3 separate regions of the Danio rerio genome follow, and all the other regions are linked to region 3. The links are chromatin contacts, called in public Hi-C and Micro-C maps. All regions are on one chromosome and are shown on one strand. The core of a region is the stretch at or near the end of the contact, and the rest is flanking DNA. Distances in the headings are between cores, read along the strand shown. Region 1 holds the start of rps12 (ribosomal protein S12). Region 2 holds the start of si:dkeyp-79f12.7 (a long non-coding RNA gene). Region 3 holds the start of si:dkey-261l7.2.

Evidence for each region. A called contact is a pair of places that touch in the nucleus more often than the background predicts.
Region 1: a Hi-C map of hematopoietic stem cells shows a contact between it and region 3, with 4 times the contacts expected there. The contact joins the promoter of rps12 here to the promoter of si:dkey-261l7.2 in region 3. A contact is called at or near these places in 5 of 18 Hi-C or Micro-C datasets (caudal fin, embryo, fibroblasts and 2 more) and 1 of 4 datasets of contacts at active chromatin or transcription factors (caudal fin).
Region 2: a contact with region 3 is called in a Micro-C map of caudal fin, with 8 times the contacts expected there. The contact joins the promoter of si:dkeyp-79f12.7 here to the promoter of si:dkey-261l7.2 in region 3. A contact is called at or near these places in 3 of 18 Hi-C or Micro-C datasets (caudal fin, hematopoietic stem cells and an unstated tissue).

Annotation. Positions count from the first base shown.
Region 1 is chr23:34,372,980-34,375,679 of GRCz12tu, forward strand. It overlaps rps12 (ribosomal protein S12), which reads left to right and starts at 1,378. Exons shown (of 5, transcript NM_200046.3): 1 at 1,378-1,592. The coding sequence starts at 1,579. It overlaps lca5 (lebercilin LCA5), which reads right to left and starts at 2,156. Exons shown (of 9, transcript XM_073939207.1): 1 at 2,096-2,156. All of the region lies in intron 2 of zgc:153284, which reads right to left. It overlaps LOC137489192 (small nucleolar RNA SNORD101), which reads left to right and starts at 2,695; the gene lies at 2,695-2,700.
Region 2 is chr23:34,344,691-34,347,390 of GRCz12tu, forward strand. si:dkeyp-79f12.7 (a long non-coding RNA gene) reads right to left here and starts at 1,364. Exons shown (of 2, transcript NR_170130.2): 1 at 1,159-1,364; 2 at 1-44. All of the region lies in intron 2 of lca5 (lebercilin LCA5), which reads right to left.
Region 3 is chr23:34,207,749-34,210,448 of GRCz12tu, forward strand. si:dkey-261l7.2 reads right to left here and starts at 1,264. Exons shown (of 7, transcript NM_001386508.1): 1 at 1,089-1,264; 2 at 821-947. The coding sequence starts at 945.

The sequences.
Region 1 (2,700 bases), core at 128-2,627, 170 kb after region 3:
CAGTCAGATTTACTATGGTAAATTCTGATGTCTGAGGGCAGCACATTTATGTTGAACAGTCTACACAGCAAAACTTCTCTGGCCCAGCTCTGGCCCACAAAATCAGCTATTGCTTGGTTCAGATTCCACCGTTAATTACGGTACGTGACTCTGATCTGGTACATGACTTTGATCTGGCTTCCAGACAAGGGCTAAACATGGACCATATCTGAGCCAAGTCTCAGCCAAGTTAATTCTTGAAGCGACCTGATAGATAGAATTTTTCTCAAAAATAATTAAAATGTATTTCAAATGTGGGTCAAGATGCCAGACTTGCATGGCCCACATATCAGTTTTTTAACACCTGGGCCAAACACTACATTTTTGACTTTTGGTCTTGTGTGCTGCCTCTAAGACAGTGCCACCTCTGCTAAACCCGGGACATGTTTGGCCCACATGATGCATGCCAGCGCCGAATGAATGGCCCTCTGAAATTTCCACCAACAATGAGAATTATTCTCAGCCTACTTTGTTTACGTTGAGTTATGTCACTTTGAAAACAATGAAAATAACTTATTCTTTGCCAAAAAAGTGAAATTACTGAACCTTCACACTGGAGACTGATAAAAACGCTCACTTTAGAAGAAAATTTCAGATGGCTTTTAGAGGTTTTTGCATCTTCATATATAATTTCTGCATCAACATTGTAATGTGATTACAGTGGAGCAGCACCAGTGGAGTCCTTGTAACATTAACCATTATAGAATGAAAGACTATCATTTGCCTGCATTTTAAAGTGAATTTTGGGAGCAAGGAATTACATTTGCAGCTGTAACAAAGATAAATTGTATTTGTTTAGGATGCAGACTCTGCAATGTTATTTTACAGTTAATGATTAAATTTTAGACCTCACAAAAAAACACAAAGCACTTAGCTGTGTATATTATTTCTATCAATTGTATTTTTCTATGCAGATAATCAGATAATATATGAGATTTCATTTTATCAAGTGATGCCCTCTCCTACAAAGTCACGCAAATCTAAAATCAAATACTTTCCAAAAAGAGCTAGTCGAATCATCTGGTGACACTATTTATATGCAAAATTGTAGAAAAAGTAGCCTAAAAATCATGTCCATTTATAAATATCTTTTCCAACATAGTGCAAAATGGTAGACATCACATCAGCAACACCTAGTTGTGCGTTTAAGTATTGTTCACCGAGAATAATAAAAAGTACTTAAATGTTAAAACGATACTGAGCGATATTTATTGAATAAAATAAATCAGCAACACTAAAACTATACACAATGAAAACGCTATAAACAGTGCCGTTGCTTTCCACGCAGGCAATGAGTTGAACACCAACGGGGCCCTTTAGCGCTTAAAGCAATGTTGTCGACACTATGACGTCCTCTTTACCCGCAGTCAGAGGGAAGGTAGGGCGAGCTTCTGAAATCTCTGACACAATCGGTCTTAAATATTAACCATCCTGCCTTTAAAATAACCCGAGATGCATCCAAAGCAACGGATATTAATATATCCATCATATTATGTCTTTATTTCAGGAATAACTCCTCGCATCCATCGCTAATCTACAATGGCCGAGGAAGGGTGAGTGACTGATGCTACATCACCCTTCATAGCATGCACTGCTCCGTTAAGAACATTTATAAACGAGTATTACATTATTTAAGTATTAAAAAATTATTTATAACCTGTATGTTATGAAACAATTACTTTTCCCCTTACTAATACAACTTAATATAACGAGCTGCTGCTCAAAGAAAACTAATTGTAAGTTACTAGTAGCACATGGCTATTATTTTAAGCCGATCCTGTGTTAAAAGCTTTATGGACCATATTGATTGTTCCCATTCATTTTCCTTGTGATAAAACACTGGTCAGCTTTTTTGTATGTATAATACACATCTATACACATCCATTCTACAAAATAGACACGAGAAAATTACTTCTATTGTTAGTTACCTTTAGCATGAGTGTACTTGGCAGGTGTGACTCAATTACAGGGTTATTCATGAGTATTAAATCTAATTAAAGTCCATTTCAGACCTTATTCTCGCTTAAAGGGATAGTTCACAGAGAATTTACTTCACCTCATGGGACTCAATCTTAATTCCTGGAGGGCCTCAGCTCTGCACAATTTTGCTTCAACCTGATCAAACAGCTGATCCAAATAATCAAGGCATTCAAGAGTCATGAACACCATTAGTTGGATCAGCTGTGTTTGATTAGGGTTGAAAACTGCAGAGCCTCAGCCCTCCTGGAATTGAGTCTGAGACCTATGCTCTACCTCATGTGGTTTTAAACTTGAGTTTATTTCTGTTTTTCTAAAATGGTAGTGTTCAATCAGCATTCTTCAAACTATCTCAACAGATGAATCTCAAATTGTGTTTTGAAGAATGGCACTATTTTGGGTGGACTATCCTTTTAATGGTGTGTTTAGTCTTGTTGTAAAGTTTAAAAATGTAACTTGTATAAAAAAATGCATTGTGTGCTTTCTAGTTTTTTTTTTAATAGTACTTTTAATTTACATGTTCAATTAGAAGTCATTTTGACATCTCATTTGTCTTAAATTTAATCCATAATAGTATTTAAGCTCTTAAATTTAACTTGAGAGTAAGTGTAGACCGCGGTGTTCATACTTAAAGTAAACCGCATCGGTTTAATTCACTTCCTAAATAAACAGACCTCGGCTATG
Region 2 (2,700 bases), core at 114-2,613, 140 kb after region 3:
AAGTAACACATAAAATTTTCTAGCTCTGAATCTCATAATGTTACCTAGAAAACAGAAACAAGAATATTAATAGGTTTTTAAAGAGAGTCATTAAAGGCACTTCACTCAAAACTGAAAATTCTATTTCCTCATCCTTCACTTGTTCCAAACCTGTATGAGTTTGTTTCTGATGTTTAACACAAACAAAAATACTTTGAAGAAAGCTGGAAACTTGCAACAACTGATATTCATAGTAGTTCTTTTTCCTACTATGGAAGTCAATGGTTACAGGTTTTCAGCTTTCTTCAAAATATCTTCTTTTGAAAGGCATCTGCAGCAATATCATCAGATTAAACTACACAGTAAATCATTAATTTAAATTATTTAAAAGTAGCTCCCTTTAGTCACACTTTAAAATAAGGTTTCATTAGTTAATGTATTTGCTCACTATTAAAATAACTATTTAATATTTAATAGTTAGCATTGTTAAACTAATTTACTAATGAATAAAAATCCAAAGTCATGCTTGTTAACATTAGCTATTACATTGTGAGTTAACAAGCACAATGAATCAGCATTTGTTCATTAACATAAAAAACTAATAAATATTGCAATAGACAAATTGTTGATGTGAAATTAACTAATGACACCTTATTGTTTTGGGTCACCCTCCCATTTAATTACAATGTTATAGGCTAAATAGAAAGCATGCTATCTACACTGTTACACTGCATCTGTCATCTCCACTGTTTCAGCAATAAATCAGTTCAATAAATCACAGCGCTATTTGTCTGTTGTGGATGGAACGGCATTGTATTATTTCATTCCTAATATATCTTGCTCATTAATCATGCTTACAAGCTAAGACAGCATCTGTGTTTCTGTAACTATCCGAACTGAACAGTGGTGGTCACTTTAGAACAGTAAAAGTATGAATGGGACAGAATTTCACATGTATGCTGTCCTACTCTCAGCTAGTGAGGAGACTCCGATTTCTTCATAGATCTATCGGTAGTAATGAGCTCTCACTGAGACCTTATTCCTGCCCTGTTTTTACCTGACACTATGAGACAGAATTACGTACACATATGATTATTTTTACTTACGTGATAAAGCTTCCGATGGACGGATCGTAAGAGTATTAACGCTAAAGTTAGCCTTCAGGCTAGCTGAACTTACCTTCATAATTGCACAGGTAGGAAGATGCATAAAACTTGAAACCTTTCTCAAGCTTTGCTCTGCGGTGTTGTAGAGTACATCCGGACAATCATTTGCACATCGTTGACCATAATTTACTCGCAAACAGCGAGTAAATATTGACGACTCTGCCATAATACTGTTTACCTCCGCTTAAAATCACCCAGACCGGAAGCTGGACCGCGGCCTTAGACAAAACGCGGAAGTAATGCGTGCATATAGCCCATTCTGCATAGGAGCAATCCCAGCGTTATGCATGTGACATTTGCAATATAAACCCAAGACATCAATTCACATAGAAACTATTTGCTAACAATATATTGAAACATCTGCTTATATTTTCCTAAACAACTAACCACAGAGTTATAGGATCAGAAAAATTTTAAACTGTAAACATTTTTCATACTTTAAATGAGGAAAATAAAATAAAAAAGTCTGCAAATTTACAATATACTTGTAGGAATTCTGTGAATTAAACTGCACAACCCAAAAGAATAAGAGCTGGCTCTCTATAGAACTACAATGCATGATTTTATTTTATTTGACATTTATGAGGAAGAAGCATCGTTATGGAAGTGACACTTTTCCGTTATGGATGTGGCTGATGTGAAATTTGGTAAAATTGTTTGAAAACATTAGCAGTGAAATTTTTGAGTATTTTTAAATTAGGCTACTGTGAAATACTTGCTAACACAATGCTAACAATGCTAACAAAAATGTCGAAACGGTTTCTCTATTTTGTTGAAAACTTTTTTCATGGCAAGGTTAACTTTTGCATGGAATTGCTTATATGTTATGCAATAGATCTTAATGAGAATGTGCCATTATACAGCGCAGTGCATTCTGGGATTTTGGGACATGAAAACTTGGATCCCACTGCTCTGCATATGTTTACTGCATCATACACTGATTTCCAAAATGTTTTCTTATGGCAGCTCATTGTCACGGATAGGCACTTTCATTTATTTGTTCTGCTCTCTGTGCATCTGTGCTCGACTTCTCTAGATCCATGTTTCACTACACATTAGTCTTTTTTTTTTTATTCAGAGTAGTATAAGATGTTAAAAAATAAATAAATAAATAAAATATACATCAGAGGTGTCCAAACTTTTAACTTTTTCTTATAAAGGGTCAAAAACCAAACTTGATTGAGGGCTGTGGGCTGAAGTTAAAGATACCAAACCACATTACATTAAATTTGCTGTTGGCATTTCCAATTTATTTGAGTATTAATCAAAAACAACTAGAAATCATTGCTTTAAAACATATTAAATAATGATGCAGTATCATTTTTAACATTTTATAATGAACTTATTATAGTAAAAACATAAATAATCCCATTTATAACACAATGGAGTTCAATATGAAATACACAAGTCGAGCTGCTCTTGCCTTTACCTTGATTTGTTTGCCGAAGTCTTTTGCATCTGTCAAGTGACAGTATTTACATTTTAAGTCTGATTCATTTACAACATTTGATTTTAGAGGGCTTTTTGTAGCTCCTCAATTAAACAAAGAAACAAA
Region 3 (2,700 bases), core at 14-2,513:
TAAAATAAATTGTTTTATGGATCACGTATTTAAAAAAAAATTCCTTATATCTGTGATGGCAAAGCTGAAGTTCATCAGCTCATACACACAGTCAGTACTACACACGACTAATGATTCATTCATTTTCCTTCCGCTTAGTCCCTTATTTATCAGGGGTCACCACAGCGGAATGAACCGGTCTGACCTCTCTATTTAACGCTTTATCCCACCTAAAGATGTATGTGGGGGTCTGCCCTTTAATAATTAAGAAATAGTTTGCTCTGATCTGTATCTTAAATAATTTTAATAATTAAAATAGGTGATAACTTCCCTATACATTTGACCACCCCTATAATGTTTCATACCATTGTGAAGGCATGTTTGTGCCAGAAATATTAATTTATAGGTGTGAAACCAGCAAATCTAGAGCAGCAACAGACAGAATAAGTGTTCACAAAAAAGTGTTTCTTTAAAAAGGGTGTTTGCAGGTGTTTGTAAAACTAGATGCATGATTTTTATTCTATACACTGGCTCGCACATGAAAGCTAAACTGCGAAATAAAAAAATACAAGCAGTCATCTATTAATACGTGCAGGAAAGCAAACCTGTGAGTGTCACAGATTTGAATATCCCAAATATCATTGACGACCACTTAATATCCCTCAAAACACTGAAAACATAATAACACGTTTGATTAATAAAGTAGATTTAATTTAATTAAACATAGCTTATAAATGTGGTTCACTGAGCCATATTACAAACATAACCGAAACACTTGACACCAACCCACACCCCCCTGTAGGCTATATGAAAGCTTGTTTTATGTTTGTGTGTTGTTTACGTCTGAGTGGCGATGTGTCGCTGTGTGGCGGTTCTTCCTGTCCACCTGGAGATGAGATACTGCGCAGGTAAAGCGGACAGCAGGAGCGTCAGCTGCAAGATCACACCTGACGTGAGCTGGGGCATCACTGCATACAACACATTTCACATCACATCAGCACAGAGTCTACTGCTTCTTTTTAAAATGTTGTAGTTACAAATATAGAAACACTACATTTACTATCATGTAGCAGAAAATGTTAATCTTAACCTACTGTAGGCTATCTTACCTTAGAACTTCAGTACAATCAAATCAACACTGACTGACTTCACTGTCTTCACAAAGACAAACGGGAAGAGATCGTCGAAACTCTTAGCGTGTTGTGCGTTGTGTAAGCGTTGCTTTGAAAACTGAATATGAAATTTACATGCGGGAGGTTTCGGTTTTGGCACCTGCGCCTCTGTGGTTTAGCATTATTAGACTGCGCGTCCAATAGCGGCGGCCCACGAGAGGAGGTGTGGACGCGCCTCGAGCCGCCACGTCAGGAACCGCCGCGCGCGCAGGTTTGTTTACTTTGTTAGTTTTTTCTCAGTTCCTTTTTATGATATAAATTTCCTAAATTATAAAAAAAACATTTCAATACTTATAACAGTAGTTTTCTACCACAATGTTGCAGTTTATTTAAAGACATATTATATAGGCTAGGTCTATATCTTAATGCGTTCGTTAATTTTAGTCAGACTACTTGCACATAGCCATAAAAACTAACCAATATTTGTTCTAGATTTTTCCAACTAATCCACAAGAGGGCGCCCTTCTCTAAGAAATGTTTTATCATCAATATTTATATATTTTTTTATGTCATAAACCCTTTATGTTACAATGTTCAATATTAGTTATGTCATTATAATATACAATAACTTCCATTTAATCCTTTCATTTAATAAATTTAAAGTGATTAGCTACTTGACAGATGATATCTAGATATATTGTTTTAAATTTACAACAGACGTTTTTATAATTTCTAATGTTTCTAATGATTTTTTAAACCCGTTTTAAATTATCTTAGTCTCTTAAGCAGGTAACCTACTTATTTTTAATAATTACTTTGTGACCACTAAAAAGAAGGACACCTATTGTGAATATATAAAGAGTTCAGATGCAAAAACCTTTTAGTGCCATCTCAAATTTTCATCTAATATTACCATTTGTCTCAGCCTCAGGTTTATGTCTTGGTCAAGAAATTTCCCTTTTATGGTAAATAATGAGTTATTTTTATTGCTTTCAACATGAAATAACTGAAAAATTACAGATGGTACTTCGAGGTTTTTGCAATTTCAAATACCCATATCATAGCTTCTAAACAAAACAATTCCGACTAATGCCCAAAAGAGGGCGCAATTCTCTAAGAAATGGCTTATCATCAATAATTGAATCTTTCTATGGCATTAACCCTCAAATAATGCAATGCATTTTGTTCAATATTAGTTATCATGTCAGACTATAATATCAGACTAATTAATCCTTCCATGATTTAAAATGATTAGCTACTGAGAGATGATTGAATATGAATTTCACTCAGTATCTAGCTGAATACAATGTTTTAAACAGTTTCACCACTTTAGGGTCACACAAATCCTCCCTTTTGGACTCAATAAATGTAAATGTATCCATCAAATGCAATTCAATATAATTCAACTTGGGGCTCAGTGGTTAACACTGTCGCCTCACAGCAAGAAAGTCGGTGGTTCGAGTTCCAGCTGGGTCAGTTGCCATTTCTGTGTTTGATCTGGGTGCTCCGGTTTACCCCACAGTCAAAGACATGCACTATAGGGAAATTGGATGAACTAATTTGGTCGTAGTTTATAAGAGTGTGTGTGAATGAGATGTTTCCTAGAATT